Linked DNA regions of Macaca mulatta: region 2 is linked to region 1. Evidence: chromatin contacts called from public Hi-C data. All regions are on one chromosome and are shown on one strand. The core of a region is the stretch at or near the end of the contact, and the rest is flanking DNA. Distances in the headings are between cores, read along the strand shown. Region 1 overlaps NHSL1 (NHS like 1). Region 2 holds the start of CCDC28A (coiled-coil domain containing 28A).

The links. Hi-C and Micro-C count contacts between places; a contact is called where the count stands out from the background.
Region 2: a Hi-C map of fetal cortex germinal zone shows a contact between it and region 1, with 3 times the contacts expected there. The contact joins the promoter of CCDC28A here to the enhancer-like site in region 1. A contact is called at or near these places in 5 of 14 Hi-C or Micro-C datasets (cortical neurons, fetal cortex germinal zone, fetal cortical plate and 2 more).

What each region holds. Positions count from the first base shown.
Region 1 is chr4:43,521,588-43,528,148 of T2T-MMU8v2.0, forward strand. NHSL1 (NHS like 1) reads right to left here. Exons shown (of 7, transcript XM_077999468.1): 5 at 6,157-6,561; 6 at 5,477-5,609; 7 at 1-557. Among named protein-coding and RNA genes, the nearest start is that of MIR3145, 7.8 kb to the right of the region's middle. Within about 2 kb of position 3,669, at least 7 of the 40 cell types and tissues checked have an H3K27ac peak or open chromatin away from gene starts, as enhancers often do. A contact at or near this core is called in fetal cortex germinal zone and fetal cortical plate, where this site is marked.
Region 2 is chr4:43,870,360-43,876,920 of T2T-MMU8v2.0, forward strand. CCDC28A (coiled-coil domain containing 28A) reads left to right here and starts at 3,521. Exons shown (of 7, transcript XM_002808399.4): 1 at 3,521-3,600; 2 at 3,602-3,743; 3 at 5,918-6,117. The coding sequence starts at 3,521.

The sequences.
Region 1 (6,561 bases), core at 2,419-4,918:
CCGCAACGCCCAGAGCCCCGTGGGCCACGCTGTCCACAGGCTCCACGGCCTCCCCTTCTCCCTCCGAGATGACAGTCATGGGGCTGCTCTGGATCCGGTTCCGCATGCTGTACCTGCTGCTGGCGGCACAAGGCGGTGTTCGGCTGCGGCCGTACCTGGGGCCGGAAAAGGACAGACTCCGAGGCATCAAGCCTTCATTCTTGGCCCACTCCTCCTGCGCCCTTCTGTTTTTGCTTGGGGAACAGCTTGACGGGCTCTCGGGGGCATCTGGTGAAGGTTCTGACCTTGACCTCTGGAATCTAGGGTCTGTGTTCTTGAGCATCTCTGCTGCAGACATGCGGGCGCTGGTGTCTGAACGACTGCCCTTTTTTAGCAGCAGAGCTTTGAAATTGTCACTGCTGGTGCTGCTCTTTCGGATGCTTCTCTGAATCGATCCCACTTGCTTTGGAGAGGCCAGGCTCGGGGCAGCGCCGGTGGGTGTCACGGGTGGGGAGGGAGAATGGTTTCGGGAGTGGTCATCATCTGAATCTCTACGGCCGAGGACTTTCCTTTTGGATCTGAGATTTAATAACATTAAGAAAAGGTTAATTCCCATGGGACCACAGACTGTGGTCACAGCCACAACCACTCTGCTTCTCTTATCGCATCTTCAGGTCACCATCTACTTCAGATTCACTTTCAAAAAATTTATTTTTCACTGGGCACAGTGGCTCACACCTGTAATCCCAGCATTTTGGGAGGCCAAGGTGGGAGGATCACTTGAGCTTTGGAGTTCAAGACCAGCCTGGGTAACACAGTAAGATCTTATCTCTATTCAAAAAAAAAAAAAGAAAAAGAAAAAGAAAAATTAATAAATGCATAATTATTTATTTATTTAAGACAGAGTCCTGCTCTGTTGCCCAGGCTGGAGTGCAATAGCATAATCTCAGCTCACTGCAACCTCCGCCTCCCAGGTTCAAGCGATTCTCCTGCCTCAGCCTCCCGAGTAGTTGGGATTACAGGTGCCCGCCACCATGCCCAGTTAATTTTTGTATTTTTAGTAGAGATGGGATTTTGCCATGATGGCCAGGCTAGTCTCGAACTCCCGACCTCAGGTGATCCACCTGCCTCGGCCTCCCAAAGTGCTGGGATTACAGGCGTGAGCCACTGTGCCCCGCAAATAATTTATTTTTAACTTTGAAAATTTCAAACACCCACACAAAAAAGAACAGCTCATTGCAAGACCACATGAGCCCATAACACACTTATGATAATCATGAATTACGGTCACCCTTCTTTTGTCTCCACCCTCCCTATTTGAAACAAATCTTAGACACTGTATTAACTTACTTTGGATAGGACTAAAAGTTTTAATAATGGTCAGTTTTCCTTGATCTCTCCTAGATGGGCTGATCCAGAGTGAATTTCACATGCTGACCCTCCTTTCTTTCTACGCTTCCTTTTCTTGTTCCGTGCCAGAATATCCCCTGTACTAAGATGTACCCCACTCCAGGTCCTAGAACAACTCCTCAGCTTCACATTCTCAGTTATTTTAGAAGTTGCCATCAGACCAGTCTTCCTCAGCTCTTTCAGGACCATGTGCCAACTTCTAAAATCCAGCCTTCCAGAAAACAAAGGTGAACCCTCTGTGCCAGACCCTGCTTCATGATTGACTCAGCAAAGCTTGCACTGATCAAGAAAATGTGAGGGGTGGGGTGGGGTGGGGTGGGGAAGACGAACGGGCAATCAAAGAAAGTTGAAGGTTTCCTGTCGATATTTCTTGTCCTGAGTCTCTAAGAACCTCACTGTTCAATGTGCTTTCCATTGACAGTGGCAAAGAGATGATAAAGCCAATGAACCAAGTGACCCCTTGCTGGTCTCTTCATGACAACAACTCAGTGTGTGTTTCTTAGCTAAGTGCAGGACAACTTGCTTTAAGGAAACTCGACACAGTTAACAGAATAAAGACGTGGGTATATCTCTTTTCCTGCTATAAAACTGTAGAACATGCAGCAGGGAAAGGTTGAGAGTATGATTCTATACATACAGATTAAGAGTTGAAACCAGACTCTTCCCACCTCTCGCTGTGTGACCTGGGACAAATTACCCATGTGTGCTGTGCCTCCTCACTTATAAGACACCAACCTCACAGGTTTGTGAAGATTAAGTGAAATAAGGAAGCTACATGGCTCCCACTGCTAAAGCTTCCTTGTTCCGTCGCCTTGGACAAGTTAACATTTCTGACTGTGTATTTTTCCTATCACAAAAAGGGGAATAACAGTATATAAGTCACAGTTTGTCAGTACACGTGAATGCAGTAATAGCCATAATTGGTCAGGCATAGAGCAGGTGCTTAACAAACCTTTGAATGTCACATAGAAAATGGATTTAGTTTTTACGTGGCTTACACAGCAAGACTGAGGGCAAGATGGGCCCATGCTGGCTGCCCTGGGCTTGGTGTTCCTGGGGTCATGTCCATTCTTCTGGTCAAAAAGATGCCACTAAAGCAGAAGTTGGGAAATGGTAAGGACCCAATACAGAGTCTGAAGGGTGGCCAGAGTGGACAGGGCACCAGACTCTTTGGGACCTCAGAACACGACCTATGGTACAGGTTTCATGGTCCCGCTCAGTAGTCAACAAGAGCAGTGTCCTGATAAGAGTTAGGACCGGCTGACAAAACTACAGACATCCTAACATCTCAAAATTGTAGAGCGAGAAAAGACGTTAGAAATGGTCTGGTCCAACTACTTTGGGTTTCAGAAAAGGTAACTGAGAAAAAGTAACTTGTTAGTATGACAGCTAGGACTTGAGCTTACAGCACATGGCCTCACCACTTACATGGTCTACTCCCCAAAGCAGCTCTGCTCATTTCATTCTTTTAGGTATTGGCTGGTGACTTAATTTTTAATTTAGTTTTTAAATGGTGAGGGTATGCTGAGATCCATTAAACAAGTCACAACTAAACTTGATTAAAACTATGACCTTTAATTGTAGACACAGAATTAAGAAAGAAGATGGGGTGACCAGCCTGAGCAACATGGTGAAACCATGTCTCTACTACAAATACAAAAATTAGCCGGGCATGGTGGCACACGCCTATAATCCCAGCTACTCGGGATGCTGAGGCAGGAGAATCATTCAAATCTGGGAGGCAGAGGTTGCAGTAAGCCAAGATCGTGCCACTGCACTCCAGCCTGAGTGACAGAGTGAATTGGACTCTGTATCAAAAAAGAAAAAAAAAAAAAAAGGAAGAACGATGGGATTTTATGAAAGCACTGTCATCTCTCAAGAGCAGGTGCCCACTAAAATAATTAAATCTAAACGTACAAATTCTTTGCCTATACATACACACAGACACACACACAAATATGTACTTTTAAGGAAGACGGCTATAAAAAGTGCTTAAACAGTTAACACTGATTTAAAAACTAATTACTTCAATAAATATAAAAACTTCACACCTCAACTGGTGTTCTACATTTTCCATCTGGCTTTAAATCTGAAGTGAATTAATTTGCATTATAAAATTTGGAAGCTGTGTTCCAACTCAGATACTCTTTATTTTAAATTATGAGCTTAAGCGCTGAAAGACATAAAAATAAAGCCTAAAAAAGCACATACAGTAGATGGATTTTTACTATGTCTGCTAATTTATTCTCAACGCTACAACAGAAATTAGCATGTGTCCTCGCTCTCTCTCTGCAATCCATTCCTAAGGCCTACTTGGCTTTTACTTCTCTCATACGTGCACTGAATAATACGAACTGACCGATTTCTACATCTGCAGTCGATGTAACGCCCTAGTAAGAGAAACCACACATTTTTCAGTGCCTTAAGAAGGTTGCCAAAATATAGAAGAGGCTTTTGGCATATTTTTGGGAAAAAAATATGCAATAATTTGGACCTACAACAGTTGGGTTTCCTCACTGGAACCAAGTATTTAGTACACAGAATGACCAGGAAATGCAATCTTCTCTGTGGATGGCTATTATAAATAGATAGATATGCCTGTATATTTAGCAACCCAGTGCATTCCATACTAAATGAAATACTTTGAGTCTCGGAAGAATCTTCTAGTGGTTAAATACCAGTTGGTTTCATTTAATTCAGGAAATATTTATTGAGTGCTTCTTATGTGTCCAGCGTGGTTAAGAGTTAGAAACATCTGTGGGAACTTCTAGAATTGCCACTAAAGTTTCAAAGGATGCATCATTTATCATTTCTCTGTTTTGAGAAATAATTGGATAACTAGCTACCTTTTTACTTCTAATGAGATTAAAGAAACCAGTCCATGTTAAAGCGGGTAGTCTTTAGGATCTATTATACCAACACTAGAGGAGCGATGTAAAGAGCATGATTCTTGAGGAGCACATGAATTCACCTACTTCGTTCCCCCTGCACCAAGTTAGATGTTTATGTGTTACATGAAGAGCTTCAGGTAGGCACAGCACTATGTTTTTCATCTTATGCAATAGCCTTTTCAGGGAGAGTCCAAGAATTGGGAAAGCAGTGCTGACATAAGATCATTCACACACAGAATCAAATGATTCTATAGGATGCTTTGTTTCAGGAGGTTTAAAAAAAAAAAAAAAGGATCTTCATTCAGGGCAAAATAAGGCCTTAGCAGCATAAGGACATTCATTAGAGTTACCTGGAAATACCGTGGTAAAGAAGTCTAGAAGGAAGCAAAAGGTTTATACAGCATTACAGCTTAACGTAGTTGCACATATACAGTCATCAGTTTTTACAATGACACTGTTGTGGGAGTACTCAGCTGTTTACAATCAGAAAAATGATGCAATAAGTAAAACTTTAGTGCTAAATCATATTTACCCTTAAAGGTGACCACATATAAGAAGTACAAACAGTTCAGGCCATTACTTTGAAAATTTTACCCTTTGTTTGTTTGTTTGTTTTGAACCCCAACGATTTCTGATGCCAGTAGATGGCACTAGTGGTATACAGTAACCAGCACAAATCATTCTTTTGCTCCCGCTTAAAGGGACGTACCCTTTTATAGAAACATTTAAGCAGCCAAAGAAATTGCACTGTATGATTGTGGTTTTTCTGTAAAACGAAAAAAAATTAGAATAAACTAAAAGATCTTTAGGAAGAGAGTCCCATGGAGCTAGTCTGTGCATCCTAAGTCCACAGAACACAGCATTCCTCCTCCTGACTGCACTGTCAGCCGCTTTAATCCGACTCTCGCTAATATCCTCTGTCTTATGACTGCCACACTACACCCCTTGCCAGGAAGAGCAGCGCATACCAGAAGGTATCACATTGCGCCTCTGTCCCCAATGTCATAAAAATCAGTGAAACAAAGTAAAACAGAAATTGGAGTCAGAGGAAATAAAACTATAAAAATCAACAGTAAAGTTAAGGAGTCATGATTGGGTGACAGAAGAAACCTTGGGGAAGAAAAGTAAATTGAGGTGCTGCTTGGAAAGAAGGAATTACACAGTAGATTAAAGTCAAAAGAAGGAGTTTGAAATACCTGTGAATAGCTGCAAAAAGGTCTTCTGTGGTCCTGGGTCGACTAGGGGTCATCACCTCATCACTCCCGTCTTCCTTGAGGAAGTCACAGGCCTCTGAGGATGAACTGGCTGCGGTGGTCTCCGGCACCCCAGCTACGGAAAAGCAGGCAGGCCCACAAGATGCACAAGTGACTAGAATTTCAGTCCTCAGCCAAGCTTCTAAATATGCTGCTTCCCTGCCATTCCTGACAATGTGAGAACCGCAGGGAGATGCCATAGGTCTGTAGTTTGATAGTTCACAAAGAAGGGAGGAAATGACACTAGCGTGAGAGCCAGAGCTCATTCTTTGTTAAAGTATAGAACGCCCACGGCATCTCTCTTAAATTTTGTTGCAACATTTCTTTGTGGCTCTTTGGAAGGGAGGTGTTACCCATTGCTATTTAATATCCAGCCTGCTGCAGATCATCTCCATCCCCCTATTTTCTGCCATGCCTTTAGGTCTAGATTTTAAAAATAATAACAAAATGCAAAGCTGGTAACTTAATCTGTGTTTTTGCACAGGAAGTCTACATACTGTTAGCTTTAACACCAATCTGATCTACCTGGGTTCTTTCCACGTGTAAGCATTCAACAGCCCTATCTGGTTCAGCTGCATATGGGCAGAGGGCACAGGAGAGAGAAGCCAGGAAGCCAGACTCACCTGCTCCGTCCTGTTGAGATAGGCAGCTCTCCCTATCGCCCCCAGCATCCGCACTGTTCTCAGCTGGCTCCTCCTGCTTGGGGGCTGGTGAGACATCGGGCTGAACCATGAGGACATTGGCTTCCACTCTGCTGGGAGACACGGATCCTGCAGCTCCTCCCTCAAGAACCGAGGTGCCAGGGTGCGTGGCATGAGAGCCAGCTTGGACTGTAGAACTCTCTTTTGCCTCTCTGCTGTGCACAGAGCCCTCCTCTCCCCTCGTGGGGCTGGGCGCGGCTCGAAGGGCTTCGCTCACGTTCTCTGCGGGTTCCACTGCAAAATCTTTCTGCGGAGGTGGTACCACCAGGAACAGTTTGGGCTTCTTGGAAATGGGGGGTGGCTTCCTCCTGGGTGAAGAGTCTGGGA
Region 2 (6,561 bases), core at 2,271-4,770, 350 kb after region 1:
ACAAGGACAATGATAGTTTCTGGGTGATTTACTTCTAGCTGCACTTGTGGGTGTGTTTATGTGTGTCCATGTGAATCACCTGAGATGATACCAAAAATTAGTAAGTATAAATTCAGTTATAATTTTCTTTTGAAATCCCTGTTTCTTTTCTTATCTTCATAGCACCCTAAAAAAAAGTAACAAAAATTTCATTCCACAAAGGGTCAGAGTCAACATCACTGATAACAAGTATGATTGATATCACTGACCAGGGGTTAATGGCTGGATGAGGGATTCATTATATTTTTCTGTCTTCCTCAGTATATATGTTTCAAATTTTCCATAACACAAATATTTTTTTAAAATAGAGATTTCTGGGGCCCCAGCAGATTTTTCTCTCAATGGCTCTCCACTGCTAGTACTAGGAAATTCGCCAGCAGTACTCCTCCTTACCTACCTATACTATACAATGTATGAGTACTGGGAGGCAGGGGAAAGGTCTTGTTAATCAAAGCTCCTATCCTCTAAACATAATCCTCAGGAAGAAAGTATCTGATTGGAGTAATTTATTCAAGGTATACATTTAACAGTTAATCCAAAGAAGGGATGTTTACAGTTTAATGGAATTAAAGGAAAATATAGAAAACCTGAAAGATCATTTCTTTCAGGGAGGAACTCTAGATAAAAGAAATCACACTTGAAATTGTACCTCTACAACAACTCTATCTTGCGTCACTCGGTCCCTAGCTCAGTACATGTCACCACACTAACCCTCTGCTTTCTCAAACATGTTAAAGTTCATTTTGCCTAATGGCCTGCATTTTAGCCGTATGTTTTATTCAAGGATGCTCTTCTTCTTCTTTTTTTTTTTTGAGACAGGGTCTCATTTTGTAACCCAGGCTGGAGCACAGTGACATGATCATAGCTCACTGCAGCCTTGACCTCCTGGGTTCAGGTGATCCTCCCACCTCAGCCTCCCAAGTAGCTGGGACTACAGGCCTGTATCACCATGCCCAGCTAATTTTTGTATTTCTTGTAAAGATGGGGTTTTGCTATGTTGCCCAGGCTGGTCTCCAACTCCTGGGTTCAAGCTATTTGTCTGCCTCAGCCTCCCAAAGTGCTGGATTACAGGCAAAAGCCACCGTGCCTGGCACTCAAGGACTCCTTTCCCTCAGATCACTCCACGGCTGGCTCATGCACTTCATTCATATCTCTACCTCAAAGTTGCATTTTTGGGAAGGCCTTCCCTGATACTTCTACTGCAGTACACACTACTTTTGAACTTAAGCTGTTATTTCGGACTGTTATCTGACTAAATGAAACTATTTTATTTGCATACTAATTTGTCAGTCTCTCATATCAGGAATATAACATCTCTGACTATAAAGCTCTTACACCTTTTGTTGATAGATGCATCCTGACCTCCTATCACAGGGTGTGGCTAAAATAGGGACTTCAAATAGGTATTCAAAACCTGAATACCTATTTCTGAATACCTGAAATATGTACATTTAGAAGGGTGCTTTCCTGTGTCCCTACATAATGTTGCAGGTTGTAAACACAAATGCTACAGGGCTCAGATGGGTACTAAAGATAAAGAAAAACTAGATATTACTTGAACTGATGTAAAGGAGGCAGATGCTTTTCAGCTTGAACCATTGTTGCCAGGCTACAACACAGATCTAATGTAGTCAGATCTTCCCATTAATTCATGGGATGCCACAGATCCTTTTTTTTTTTTTTTTTTTTTTTTAAATTCTTTCAATTTTAGCCATTAGCAACCAATTTGAAAAAAAAAGTAGTGCCGGGCGCGGTGGCTCACGCCTGTAATCCCAGCACTTTGGGAGGCCGAGGCGGGCGGATCACAAGGTCAGGAGATCGAGACCATGGTGAAACCCCGTCTCTACTAAAAATACAAAAAATGAGCCGGGCGTGGTGGCGGGCGCCTGTAGTTCCAGCTACTCGGGAGGCTGAGGCAGGAGAATGGCGTGAACCCAGGAGGCAGAGCTTGCAGTGAGCCAGGATCGTGCCACTGCACTCCAGCTTGGGCGACAGAGCGAGACTCCGTCTCAAAAAAAAAGAAAAAGAAAAAAAAAGTAGCATGTGAATCACCAGTTGCAAGCTCTGTTCATACAAATAAGACAATTTGAGATTAATTAAAAGGAGAAACTGGGAAAAGATATTGAGAAGACTGTACAGTAGTGTTTGTAACGGTGAAAAATGGGAATCAACCTAAACATCCATCACTATTGGAATTCCCAAATAATTTGTGGCAAATCTATTTCATAAAGTCTAGCTATATTTATCAATGTGGACAGCTCTCAAAAACATATAATTTGGTGAAATAATCAAGTTGCAGATCAATACACAAAATATAATAGCATTCATATAAAACTTAAAATACCCCAAACCATTCTACATATTGTTTATAATACATAGTAATAGTTTAAGTATAGAAACCTAGATTGGCAAGATACATATCAAATTCATGATCCTGGTTGCCTCCCTGAGGGTGGCAGTAGAGTGGAACTGAGAATAGGGGACATCTGCTTTATCTGTAATGCTCTGTTTCTTTCATTCATAAATCTGTTCGTTCTGGATAGTGGGTGCGTTAAGTGTTTACTCTGTGCTTTTCTTTTAAAAACATTTCAGAATTTTTTTTTTTTTTTAAATGGCGGGTGGTGGAAGAACATCCTATCCTAGAAGCCAGGAGACTGGGGTTGTCTTTGCTCCGCCTTTTCTGGCATGGATACAATCTCTAGATATGGTTTCCCCATTAGCTAATGCGGCGGTGGTATGTGGTGTTCCTCCAGAGTCCCTTCAATCTAAGGACCTGTGAATCTAAAACCTTCCCACCTCCCACTCCCACACCGGAAAGGCTACCCAGACCAGGCAATGAAACGTGCATTTCTTCCCTCATTTAAGATAGATCTCTTTCTCTCAGCCTGCAAGTCGTTCTCCAGAAGCTTTAAGTATAGTGGAAGTAGAACTGTCGTTGGCGACAGAGAGACACCTGCAACAATTAGCCTTTCTGAGCCTCAAATTCCCCATTTGTAAAACGGAGATTATAACTCGTACCCATAAAACTGTAGAGAGGTTTAGATATAACGTTATGTGTAGGGCCCGAACAGAATAGCTATTAATAGTGGTAACAGACTCTCGTTTACGGGCTCAGCATCATGGTCGCTGAACAGAATCACCCTCTTCACACCGCCTTCCAGCCAAAGTTAGTTTAGCCGCGAGAAGTCCGGGCAACCAATCCGAAACAACCAAGGAACAGTTGCACTGCGACACTCTGGTTCCGCCTTCGGGCGTGCTCGAACAGCATTCTGGGAATTGTAGTTCTTAGGGATCTGACACTCACCAAAGCGCTGAGTAGCTTCCGGGAAAGGTACTGCATTGCCCGTTTCTACTTCCACTGCACCTGCTTATTGCGTCTTGCTCCTGGGTCACAGAGCCTAAAGCGACACGCCCAACCGTGGGTCTTCCTTTCCACGCCCGCTGGAGTTACAGCTAAAGGCAGGACACGCGAAACAATGAAATGCCGAGGGCGGAGACAAGAGTGACACTGGGGGAGCAGGAAAAGGCGGGGCTTCCGCTTGGGGCATGGAGGCCGTGCCTCACGTCACTTCCGTAAACAAAGGCAGCTGCCGAGGCGCGGGTCCCGGGATGTGACCGGGGCTGTGTTTGTGGCTGCGGCGGTGGCTTCTGAGGCTGTCGGGTCTTTGCGGGTTGCGGAAGGGGGCCCCAATACCCTTCTTCAGGTATGTAGTGGAAGCAGAGGAACCTCCGCAACCTGCCCCTTTAGGCCTTTCCCACCACTCTGGTCACTGCTGGGTACTGGGCGGTGAAGGGTCATCGCTTCGGCAGATTGGGGAAGGGGAGTGAGGTGATGTCAAGAGGGACCTCCAGGGATACTGCTTGGAGGCAAGACTTGGCAATTAAAACCACTGTGTGAATAACTATGAGCAGTTTACTTATGCGTTCTCTAAAACATTCGTTGCTGTTTGATATACAAGAAGGGTTTCAGTGCTCTTGTGACAGATGTGACTTTCCAAAAACGAGGAAATCGCGAGTGCTGGCTCCCAGAATATTGTGGTTTAGACCACCATTGGTTTATTTGCATTGCTTTACTTCCTAGATTTTTTTTTCTCTTGTACCACCAAATGCGTATTAGCATCGTGAAATTTCAGGCCAGCGTGTTTATGCGTATCATAAATTTTTACAGATTCTTGCCTCTTCAGAGAACTAATATCCCATCGTCTCTATTCAGTCATCTTTCAGACTTTCATTTGTGTTGCATGTTGAAACAACACCAGAATTACTATTGTTACCAAAATTATTCTTAAAAGAAAAATTGTTAGCCAAGGTTTAAGTGGATTGATACCCAATGGTATCTGGGATTAGAGACTGGGCACTGGAGCCTTTCCCAGAAAGCCTCTTCTTTGGAAGTATTGTAGCTCCAGTTGTGATTGTCTAGCGTCAGCCAATTTAAGCTGAGTGGTTTAAATTCCAGTGCCAGTGGCACTAAGTCCAGGCAAAAGAAAAAAAAATTTCATTGAATTTCTCAAATAATTATTTTAAGCGACAGCAATGGGTTCGAATCTTTTCGAATGGTCATGGCATGCTTAAACACAACATGCAAAAAACGGCCTAATGTTTCTAGAAGGCAATTTACAACCTGATGAGGTAGATAGCCATATAAATTCTTTATCTTACGTTACATGAAATAATGACGTTAAGAAAAATTTAACACTATGCGCAAATAAAATATGGAAAGGTTTTCTTGTTTTTTTATTGTTTTGTTTTGAGACGGAGTCTCGCTCTGTCGCAGTGGCGTGATCTCGGCTCACTGCAAGCTCCGCCCGCCGGGTTCACGCCATTCTCCTGCCTTAGCCTCCTGAGTGGCTGGGACTACAGGCCTCAGCCACCACGCCGGGCTAATTTTTTTGTGTTTTTAGTGGAGACGGGGTTTCACCGTGTTAGCCAGGATGGTCTCGATCTCTTGACCTTGTCATTCACCCGCCTTGGCCTCCCAAAGTGTTGGGATTACAGGCAGGAGCCACCGCGCCCGGCCGGAAGGGTATTTTTAAATAGATAGATGTTAGAAAATAGAGCGGATTAATACATAAAGTAAGGGGATTGTGTAGGGATAACTAGGAGGCCTTACACATATTCCCCATGGAAGGGCCCTCTTTAACTTCACATTGTTAACTTTTTTTGATACGGGTAAAACCAAATATATATCATAAAATTCATGTTTGTTTGGAAATGGTTAGAGAAAGTATATTCAAAATAGGCAACAAACAAGTTTGATTTTCTAGAACTTGCCTTGATCACCATGCTAGAATCATTATTAGCCCTAGCTAGAAACTGATTTCTGTTTAGTAGTTTGAAGTAAGGCTTCTATTTGATTTTTTAAATGCTGATTAAAATCCCCCTGACAATTATACATCTGTTTGAATCTAGTTGGTTCTTCTTGAGCATACATTTTGGAAGAGAGACCTAAAGGCCACCTGAAGCTTGAATCAGGCTGGGAATATTATGTGGATCATTTGTTTATTGTTTATATATTGTTCCCCTTGTAAAATGTAGGCTTCTTGAGGGCAAACATCTTGTTTTGTTCAGTGCCGTCTCCCCAGTGCCCACAATAGTGTCTGGCTTGTGGAAGAGAATCAGTAAATATTTGTAGGATGAGGGAATAAAGAAAATGGTAAAAAAACAAAACAACAACAACAAAACTGTCTACCAGACAATTTTGCTAGGGGCTTATGGGTACATAGTAGAGTAGATTAAACTTAAGAGACCCATTTTCTAACTTTCTCTTATGCCCTCTGGAATTCTTGATCCTCCTTTGACCTGTGAAATGGGTCTTTGAATTTCTTTCATGTTTGCATATTATAGCATACATATATAATGGTATTATTTCCTTATTTAGGTCTTAAGAAGCTGGCCGTGGTGCAATAAGGAACTTAAAACAATGGAAGAGCGGAAAGTGAAGAGGAGGAGTCCTAAGTCTTTTAGTGCCCACTGTACTCAGGTTGTCAATGCCAAAAAAAATGCCATTCCAGTGAGTAAAAGCACAGGGTTTTCAAATCCTGCATCACAGTCAACTTCACAGCGACCAAAGTTAAAAAGGTGAATTCTTTTATTTTACATGTTCACAGTAAAATGCCATTGAAGTAAGTCCTGATGCAACTTCTTCTTAAAACACTTTTTTAGTCTTGAGGGGCTGTGACTGCAGGTGTGTGCCACCACACCCAGCTTGCAGTTTTTATTTCTAAAAAATAATGATGTCATTGTTTTTGTATAAATAATTTGTGTTTTTTATAAAAATTCAAACACAGGAAGAATTCAAAGAAGAAATTCAAAATGCGAAAATTCTACCACCTAGAAAGTCATTATTAATATTTGGTGAACATCATTTGCATTCAGGATATTTAAAGGAAACAAGTGACAAGTTTAACTATGTTATATGTTACTATTACATGTATGTGAGTATTTTACAGTATTAGATATTTGGAAGGGAAGATTATAGCTTTAGAGAAAAAAAGTGTTGTGTAATGTCAATCTTCTTTCTAA